2 separate regions of the Mus musculus genome follow, and region 2 is linked to region 1. The links are chromatin contacts, called in public HiChIP or PLAC-seq maps. All regions are on one chromosome and are shown on one strand. Each heading gives the region's core, a stretch centred on a gene start, on an enhancer-like site or on the middle of the called end of the contact. The rest is flanking DNA. Distances are from core to core; before and after follow the strand shown. Region 1 has its middle 75 kb from the start of Fbln2. Region 2 overlaps Slc6a6 (solute carrier family 6 (neurotransmitter transporter, taurine), member 6).

Region 1 (4,939 bases), core at 748-3,247:
GGGAACCAAGCCTTTCCTTTATCCTTGAAGAGGGTTACCATGGAAACAGTCTTGGCTCGGGCTTAGGGAGCATCCAGTCCTTTGTTAGACTTGGGCCTGCCTTCGGCTTCCCCCTCCCCCGGCTTCCCCATCCCCCGTAGCCTGAGATCTAGCTGTGAAGAGACCAGTGACTAAGGCGGGGCCGCACAGGGAGGGGGGCATTATTTTGGCTGTACACCCCTCCCCTTCCCTCCCCAAATTGATGTTTGCGTCACCAGTTTGAAAAGCTCTCGAGGACAGGGCAGTGTAGCCGGAAGATCAAGTCCCTGGGCACTTGACCCAGAGGCATATTCCCAACCCACGTGGCTTTAGGGACCAGCTCTCCGCCCTTTTCCGTGCCCCGGGCCCTGGCATTTCCCGCTCTCCGTTCTGCAGTGATAAGCAGGGTGGGCGCCGTTGCCTGCTCGCGCCCACCGGGGCAGGATGTGGGCCTGGCGGGTGCGCAGCGTAGTCAGCGTGGCCACAGGTGGACACTCCCGGGTCCCTCTTCAGGGCCCACATATCCAGAGCGGGACAGCTGCTCACGGGGAGGCCGCGGTGAAGTCGGGCCGTTGACTCCGGGCTCTGACTTTCAGCCTGGCTTGGAGCCATGGGGCAGGCATGCCGGGACTCTCAGGAAGAGCCCGGACTCCAGCGGCAGGTGGCGAAGCTCAGCTGCTGAGTGCCAGTCCCTAGCGTGGCCAGCCGCCTTTGGCCAGTGCAGCTAGGGCGTGCGCCAAAGCCACCGCCGCTGAGGATGTTGGACGCCACCAGGAGGCGCTGCGAGCGTCGCGGATCGTCAGTGCGTGTGTCCGAGCGGTGGCTCTGGCAGAAAGCTATCCAGGCGCAGGGGCGCTAGGCGCTGGTCCGCGGAAAGCCGAGGCGCAGGTCCTAGAACTTTCTACCCGGAGATCACACACTCTGAGCCCTGCTGATTGCAGGTCTCTGCTCCAGATCGCAGGGCTGGTGCGCTAAGGGTTTCAGTAGAGAGCAGGGCTTAGACACTGCAGCCCACGGCCCTGTCCTGTCCCGCAGAATTCAGATCTCCGTTCTGCCTTTTCCCATCTGTGAGACATAGGCAAGTTCCTAGACTTCTTGGTGTCTGATTTTCCTGCCTTGTGAGATGAGATTGCTGCGAGTAGCGGGTTCACCGGGTTGCGACAGGAAACCTGGATCACTCCCAGATGTACACATGTTCCTGCCCATCACAGCACGGTTGACTAGTAGGTTGGGCGATGCGGGGCCTCAGCAGTGGAGACACAGAGAAGCAAGTCGCTGAGCACTGTGTCCTGGCAGGTGCTCGTGAGGACCAGACGGCATTTAGACTAAACTTTTCTCCTCCTGGCGAGACAAGAACAATGAGAGGCTCCCCCAGGTTGATTTGGGAGGCAAATTCAGTGCCAGACCACCCTCTTCCTCCCAGCAGAGACCGTCGCCCTTGGTCGTTGTGCTCTCGGTTGTCCTCCCGCGTCATACAGTCTACGCCCCTCGGAGGCTGCCCACTGGTGTGCAGACTGTAGTGGACAGCATCCCGCAGCGGGCGAATGCTTATAGTGCGGGGCTTGTTGCCTGACACATTAGAGGGCCTGCAGCCGAATCAGCTCAAGTTCGCTGACTAGAGGCATGTAGGGTGATGAAGAGGGCCCATTCCAAGCCTCTACCGCGAAGTACCTAGGCCAGGTTCACTTCTGCACAGGGACAATCAATACATCCACATCATGGCTAATGGGTAGGGCTGGGGGACGCTGTTGGAAAGAGATAAAGTCAGGGAAGACTGTCCTAGACAGATCTGCTAGGACAAAGAGTAGGAAGTGGCTTGCCTACAGGGAGTCAGTGGAAACTGAGAAGGACTCCAGGGCGGGGCTGTGCTCTCTCTCTTTACCCATACACTCTTGCCTTCTGACCACGTCTGTTCTGTTCGCGCAAATTTTTAGAGGCTCGAAGCCCCGTCAACCTTTCTGACCACACGAGGGCAGCAGAACGCAGCTGTGAGGAGGGACAGGTGGCACGCCCAGTAGGGGGCTCTTCCAGAAGGCAGGCTGAACTCCTCAGGGCTCCCTTCCAGTTCCTCTGTGCTCACGCTTGGGTCTGTACTCCCCCAAACCCGAGGTACAGCTCTCCGAACCTCGGTGCCTCCTCTTGGGAAATGGGAGCAATCAGATTTTCATCTTCGGGAACGGATTACTGAGTGCTTTAGTAGATTTGCTGTAAGGCTGTGGAAAACTCACCCACCCTGAGTCTGCTTCCCCGAGTGAAAAGGAGGAATGAGAATGGACCCATAATGTGGGATTTGGGGGCAAGATAAATGACTCAATGAGCAATGCCTTCCAGGTACCCAGTACGCTAAATTGTAGTTCTTGACAATTACAATTTGTGACTTGGGGCTGAGAGTGGAAAGAGACCCCCGTGTTCAGGTGTTCACGCCAAAAGCTTTCCAGGAGGAATGATTTATTCATTAGGGAAGAGGTGGTCAAGATCCTTTGGGACTGTCCATTTGACAGAAGGGACACTGGGGACCAGAGAGGCTGGCAGAGCCAGGCCTGGGATTCCCACCTGATTCCTGAAGGTCAGTTATCCTGCCTGGTTGCAGGACCTTTCCTTGATGGAGGGTTCTCAGGTTGTCCCTTGTTCTTGTTACTGAAGGCCCCTGAGTTAAGCTGTGAGAGAGGAGAGAGCTTCGAGTGCCCAGTCCTTGGAGGGGCATCCTCTTGGGGGCTTATGAGAACTTCTCATGGGAGCCAATTCTTTCAAGGTCCAGGACACTGATGTTTGTGGTGGGTGGGTGAGTCCAGAGGGTTGTAGTCCTATGGTGGGCAAGGGGTGTAGTGGGGGAGGGGTGTAGTGGGGGAGGGGTGCCCGCTTCTCCCTAGGAGTGAACCCCAGCTGTACATTTTGTGGAAGTATGTTCCTCTCTCCCCTCAAGCCCTTGAGCAATGCCCACAGCAGGATTGGAATAATCACCCTGAGGCTTGGACACCCCCTCCCTCTCCAGGGTTGCTTTCCTTGTGGTGAAGGTGCTACTTACAGTGAAAACAGCCATTGAAGCAAAACGCAAAAATAATGTCAGTTTCCACTTTTGACAAAAATGGGAAGGCAGGTGGCTTCTTGTCTGCGATAAGCGCATCTGCTTCTGCAGTAATTACTATCTGAGATAATTATGAAAAAGAATTTAAATACTCAGGGCATGCGCGGGGCCAGGACGGCGTTCTTTCTCCTTAGTCCTAATCTCTTCTGCAAGTCGGAGTCTTGTCCCGACCGACCAGGACAGCACTGGGCGGGCCGAGGTGCAGGGGTGGGATGGAGGAAGGGCCAGGCTGGGCAGCTGCCCCTCTCTCTACTTTCCCAGGCCTCACTGTCCTCATCTGCAAACCAGGATGGCTCCATGAGAGCCAGGTGAGGAGATAAAGCAGGTGAGTGGTGAGAAGCCCAGAATGTTGTGCACGGGCATAGCCTGGTCTCCGTGACCTAATCCTCTTCTTTGTCTTGGGGGAGCAAGGGAGCCTCTGAAACCCTCCCCCAGCTTTAGAACGCCTCAAATGGAGATGGAGCTCACTTCTGGGATACAGAAGTCACAGCAGCAGGTGTCCAGAGCCTACAGAAGAACAGTCCAGCCTTAGGGAATCCTGGTCTTGGTCTGGGATGGTGATGGAGTGGGGCCAGAGCTGGACCCAGAGCCCAGGGCAGGAGGCTGATTCCAGCCCTGGACTACAGACCAGCTTCCTGTCCCAGCTCAGCAGCACTGGCTGAACCTTTCCCCTGTGGTGTCCAAGCAGCAACTGGATGACCATTTGGTAAGAAGAGGGCACCCTGATGGTTTTTGTCCTGAAATTGTATTGAAGGGTGGATCAGGAGCCAGGAGTGCCCAATCTTGGTAGAATATGAATCAGTGGGTCAGCTAGGCTGTGAAAGAAAACTCCATTGGCTTAAACACAACAGGGAGGTCTATCTTTTTCATATGTAAATCTTCTAGTTGGTGGTATAGGCTGGACAAAGGGACCAACTTCCTTCTGGCTCCTGGTTCTACCAAACCAAAGGGGACAGCCAAGATGGCTGTCAGGTTTCTGGCCCTCATAACTTAATTCTGTACAGCAGGTCAAAGAAGGACAGAAGGAAAAGGAGCCAAGTGGAGGTATCTGTTATATCCTCAGAAAGACTCCTGAAGCTGGAGTGCAGCTTTTGCTTACATCCAAGTATTTGGAAGATTGACCACTCCAGGATGCAATAATAAGGATGGTCTAATGCCATCTGAAGTGGAGGTCGGGGCTGGAGCCTGCAGTTGACTGTGCTAGAGTGCAGTCTTAGGGCCTGAGGAGTGAAACCATACAAGCTGCCCTGTCCCAGGTCTCCTAAAACAGAAAACAAGCTATACAGACTGAGGAGCAAAGCCATGTGCAACCTTGAGACTCCCCCTTTGGGGATGGCAGCCCCCTTGGATGTCAACCTCCCTTACCATGGGCTGCTCCTTCTGCTCACAGAATCCACTTGCCCACACACATGCCTGATGTGCAGCCTGCCAGGGGCACAGGAGGGGCACCTAAGAATGCCTGCTCTTTTGGATGGAGCCTTGTTCTACGCAGAGTCCAGAGGTCAGGCTCTGCCTGGAACCTGGACTGTTGGGAAGCAGCTGCCATGGGGCCACCAGGGTGAATGCAAAGGGATGGTTATCTGCATGGGAGCTCAGCTCCCATCCTAATGTTTAGGTTTCGTGTAGGACACTGGTGTGGGTTCTAGGCACAAACCCAAGGAGGAAGTCAAGTAGGGTGATGGCAGGGGTTGCTGGTCAGTGACTTGCTCGGGCTGTGGCCAGGGGGTTTCTGGGAAAGCACCACCTGAGCAGAAACCTGTGAGATGAAAGGGGAAAACCAGAGCCCAGCCAGTGCAAAGGCCCTGTGGCAGCTATGCCTGGTGTGTCAAAGTTATA
Region 2 (4,603 bases), core at 1,170-3,669, 440 kb after region 1:
TCATGAACTTGCATTTCAGGGCATCCTCACAGCTCATGGAAGTTGATTAGAAACCCCTGAGTATATCACTCTCCCTGTAAGCATGTGCTCCTAACTCAGGGTGCTCAGTCAGGGGTGGCCTCTCGCCTCTGAAATGACTGGGATGAGGCCTCATGGATAGCCAGGAGCCAGGGGAGAGGAAGGTCTGTCCCAGGCTACCACAAGATGAGAATCCCTCTCCTTGGCTTCAAGGAAGCAAACCTAGGGACCATCAGGAGCTGTGTTGTGATTCCTACAGGGATGAGTCAGCTGTTTTCATCTGCAGGAGGCTTCGTTTGGGTGGCCTCTGCCATGCCTGGGCCTTTTGTACTACATTCCCAGGCAGGGCCCTGGGCTTTGGGGACTTTGGGTCTCCTGGTGTATATATTTTCCACTAGCAAACAAAGGGAGTGTTAAAAGCATGGTCCCCAACCCTGTTCCCCACCCTTCAGATAGTTGAGTTTTTGAACAAAGGAATGTTGGCATTTCATTCTTTTCCCTTGAAGGGGCCCAAGGCCACAAGCCTTGGCCTTTCTGTACTGTTCTTGGCATGGCTTGGACACCGGGGCTGCCCCTCCCAGGCCTCTGGCACCTGGCCAGCTTCTGAGGTGTCTGCTGAACCTCATTACCTTCTGACTTTGAACTTGTGTTCTATCACTTCTGTCTTGGGCAGATGTGGTCTCTTCTCTGGGCCTCAGTGTCCTTTACTTGGGATGGTCACAGTATGTCCTAGGGATCATCCTGCAGCCCTACATGGCCACCCTGAAAAGCTGCTCCTTCACCTCAGGGTATTGTGCATGTCATGTCATCATTGTGATTAAACATCCTTTCTGGGGCATTTAGAATCTGTATGTAACCCCTCAAATCCCCACAGGCTCTGGTGACAAGGGAGTCACATTCTTTTCACCTTTGCCTGGTACCTGCTATTATGACATGAAGGTCTTGGAAGACTTAAGCTCAGCGCTCTGCTCAGACATCCCCAGCCCGAGTCCACTCTAGCACCCCTGTGTTGTAGAAGCCCCATGGCTTTCGTTCCTCATCAGGAAAACAGAGACAAAACCATTTCAGGAAAACCCCTGGTTCTCCAGGCTCTTGTGCAGGCTCCTCTGTGGTGCCCGTGGGTATGCTTTGCTTTCATGAGGGCTGACTTCTGCCCACACTGGGCCTGCACAGGCTCTGGACCTGACTTTGAATTCTAGAAGAACCTCTAAGCATTCCTTAGCATGAGCCTGGGATCCAGCGAGCAGAGCTACTGAGCAAGCTGAGGTGAAGACCTGGCCAGCTTCTTGCTGATCCTGTGTGCAGACGCGGTCAGTGGGCAGAAGCATCAGCAAATCTGTGGGGCTTCCTGCTCCCAAGAACCTACCCTTGTGTTGGGTTTGAAACAGTGGAAAAGAAGGCAAAAGGGTGAGAGCAATGAACTATTTTGATGCAGAGGCTCCTGCTTCCTTTTCTTTTCCTTCTCCTCTTCTTCATTTGATTTATTTTAGGAGGGCTGGGGTAAGCACATCAGGACATGCGTGCCGGTCAAAGGACAAGGACTATCGACTCAGTTCTCTTCTCACACTTTTTACACGAGTCTCAGGGACTGAACTCGGGTTGTTAGATTTAAAGGCAAGTGCTTTTTCCCAGTCAGCCCTCTAGCTAGCATCTGAGATTTCTTAAGTAGGTGAAAGAGCAAGGCATTGTGGGAAACTCTCACATTTCATATGCAGTTCACTGGCCCTCCATCATGCATGGCAGGATCCAGCCACTCTCCCTGTGCACACCGCACCCCTTGATGAACCCTATATTGCAGGTAAAGGACACTCGTTGGCTTCTTGCTTGCTCTCTGCCTTGTCCTTGAAACTCTCTCGCATCCCTGCTAAAGAGCCTCACCTGTCTTCCCCACGTTGTGATCTTGCCCTGCCAGGGAGGAGTAGGTGAGGGCAGTGCTGCTCACTGAGCCTGGCCCAGGTTCCGGCAGCTTTCCCTTGTGTCTTTTGCAGATCTTAAGGTCTGGCAGCCAAAGAGGGGTAACAGGCTTGGTGGGAGCAGAGTGCCCCCTCCCCCAGTTTCTAATCACTGGATGACTGTCAGCCACCCTGCCGCCCCTCCCATCTGCTGGTTACCAAGGAGGCAGGAAGACCTCAGAGGGGAACTCCCCTCCCCAGTGTGGCTTAAGTGTGGCTCCCACACGTCCCAGCCCTCTGATGTCAGGGCAGTTGGAATGCCAAGCCTCAGTCTCCTCCTGCTCTGTGAGCCAGAGTTAGCTCAGCCCCAACACTCACATCTGCTCTCTGGCATTCAGGAACCTGGATGAGTTTTGGTTTTAGGGTTCTGGGGAGCCAGCATGGACACAGGTCCACTCTTAGTGAACCTTTGGTCTGTGTTCCACCCCTCATCCCACACCGTGATACAGGGCAGGCCCTGGAGCTGAGTCCATGGTCACAGGTCACATGGTGCACTGCTGCCTATGTGCATGCACGTCTGTGTTTCCTCAGTCTCTGGTCAGGCATGGACTCCTGTATCAGGGGTCTGTATCATAGACTGACCCTGCCATACTTACCTGCCTGTAAAGCCAGGAACAGCCTCAGCTCAGATTCCCACGAGAAGTCAGGAGGCTCCAGAGACTGACATTTTATGCTGACATTAGGGTACGTTTAGTGGCTACATGGTGGGGTCACAGAGCTTCTGCCCCTGTGGCCCCATCCCACACTGGTCCTCACCCTCTGAGGTCACCTCTGTCTCTAAAACTCCTGCTTCCCTCACAGGCCTTAGAGGACAGGCGGGGCCAGGTCTGGCCAAAAGCCCTTCAGCAGGCTGGAGCCAGGCCTTCCTCAGAGGCTCCTGCAGAGCCCCCTGGGAGCCCAGCATGGATCATTAGATTCTATTAGAATCAAAGAAATGAGTCATATTTGCAAACAAACCCTGCTCAGCCAATCTTCCTCCATAGCTGTCGGAAGGAGGAGGTGGTGCGGGAAGGGCCGTGTGGGGGCCCCATGCTCAGGCGGACGGACGGCCCTTTTATAATTGTTCCCTCTGCCAGTCTCCAGGGGACTGCTGCAGCCAATAAACGGCTGGCCTGCTGTCAAAAGGAAACGATTTGGCCCACTCCGAGGGCGAATTTACATCTCCAAGTGCTGACTGGACGGCAGCAGGGCAGCCGGCTGCAAACACATGTCCAGCCCAGCCACTCCTTTTTAGTTCCCGTCCTGGCAAGATGTAGCCCTTTTTTTCTTGGAAAAGATCTGCAGCTTACCTCTGGAAGATAGTGAGGAGCCCAAGCCTGCAAGTCCTGGCTTGAGGCACACTGGGGACATCAGAAAGAAAGGAGCCAGCTCCAGGCTTGATGACTGACTGCCTAGGGTCAATGAGAGGCTGAGCCTCAGTTTTCCCCAGCTACCAAATGGCTCTAATGAATTCCCTCACCTAATGTCAGGTGAGCTCCTTCATGTGCCAGGTGCTGTGGTTGGGACAGATGCAGGTCCTGTGTACACAGAGCTAGCTTGGTAGTAGACAGACATGTTAACCATTCAGAAAGTACAATCCTAATGGAAAAGCTCTCACTGCAGAACTAGTGCTAGGGAAGGGGACTGCTGGGGTGCTCTTGATGGAGGGTGTCCTGGGGAGCGGTGCCTCAGTGAGAGCCCTGGAAAGAGGCTGTCTGTGAATGGTGGAATTGTGCAGCTGAGGAAGCCACTAGTTCCACAGTTCAGGGACCACACACAACCCCCTGAGGAAGACGTCAGGGGGCAGATGAGGGAGAGAGGCAGACAGCTGTACACCCACGTTGTCTGGCTTCCTGTGTTTGCTGTCCGAGTCTTCTTGTTAAGTACTTTCCACATTCTTTCAAGCATATAGCTTTGAGTGGAAGGTAACAGGGACTGGTTAGGATGGAGGTGGGAAGAGGTGGAGCCAAGGGGCATGTGAGCTGGCACTGCAGATTCTGTGGGGTCCCTCTGACAAGCGTGGAGGACGATATAGCAGGGAGGCTGGGAAGGAGTTACTGTAGTGGGTTGGGGATGTGGTAGGGCCTGAGCAGGGCATTGTGGGAGAATGTAGGAGGCACCTGAGAGTGCCCTGTGGCAGCGATCCCTCATGCACAGCACCACACAGTTTACTGAGCCCTGTGCTCAAAGCTGCGAGAAGGCCCAGGGGAATCCATGAGTCCCCCTTGTTGGGAAGCAACAGAGAGAGCACTAGGGGAGGGTCCCTGCTGGCATTCAGGTGGCTGGCTACTCAGCTCAGCTCTGCCTAGGGCTTTGCCAGAGCCCGACAGGACAGTTTGTGACCCTGGTGTGCTATGTAAAACCTGAGGACAGACCTGTATTATTTCAGTATTGCATAAATTTAGGAAGAGGCAAGAGGATCAACCATTTAAGGCCATCCTGAGCTACATGAGACCCTGTCTCAAAACAAACAAAAAAACCACCACCACCACCACCATCAAACTGTTTAAATATGTTTAAATATGTCCGTAAAGCTATATCACAAATAAACAGCAAGAGAGCTGCCTTTATTGCTGAGTCCCTCTCCCTGGGTGATGCTTACTTGCTGGTATATGTTCAATTTCTATCACAATGGCCATCCTGTGCAGATGTAC

The links. HiChIP or PLAC-seq counts read pairs in DNA pulled down with a chosen protein or histone mark.
Region 2: a contact with region 1 is called in an HNF4G HiChIP or PLAC-seq map of pancreatic cancer cells. The contact joins two enhancer-like sites. A contact is called at or near these places in 16 of 484 Hi-C or Micro-C datasets (B cells, the G1E-ER4 cell line, the N1E-115 cell line and 9 more) and 1 of 115 datasets of contacts at active chromatin or transcription factors (pancreatic cancer cells).

Annotation. Positions count from the first base shown.
Region 1 is chr6:91,284,819-91,289,757 of GRCm38.p6, forward strand. No RefSeq gene overlaps it. Among named protein-coding and RNA genes, the nearest start is that of Fbln2, 75 kb to the left of the region's middle. Within about 2 kb of position 1,998, at least 49 of the 459 cell types and tissues checked have an H3K27ac peak or open chromatin away from gene starts, as enhancers often do. A contact at or near this core is called in the N1E-115 cell line, muscle stem cells and pancreatic cancer cells, where this site is marked.
Region 2 is chr6:91,726,967-91,731,569 of GRCm38.p6, forward strand. The region is part of intron 5 of Slc6a6 (solute carrier family 6 (neurotransmitter transporter, taurine), member 6); the gene reads left to right. Among named protein-coding and RNA genes, the nearest start is that of Gm44981, 7.4 kb to the left of the region's middle. Within about 2 kb of position 2,420, at least 157 of the 459 cell types and tissues checked have an H3K27ac peak or open chromatin away from gene starts, as enhancers often do. A contact at or near this core is called in the N1E-115 cell line, muscle stem cells and pancreatic cancer cells, where this site is marked.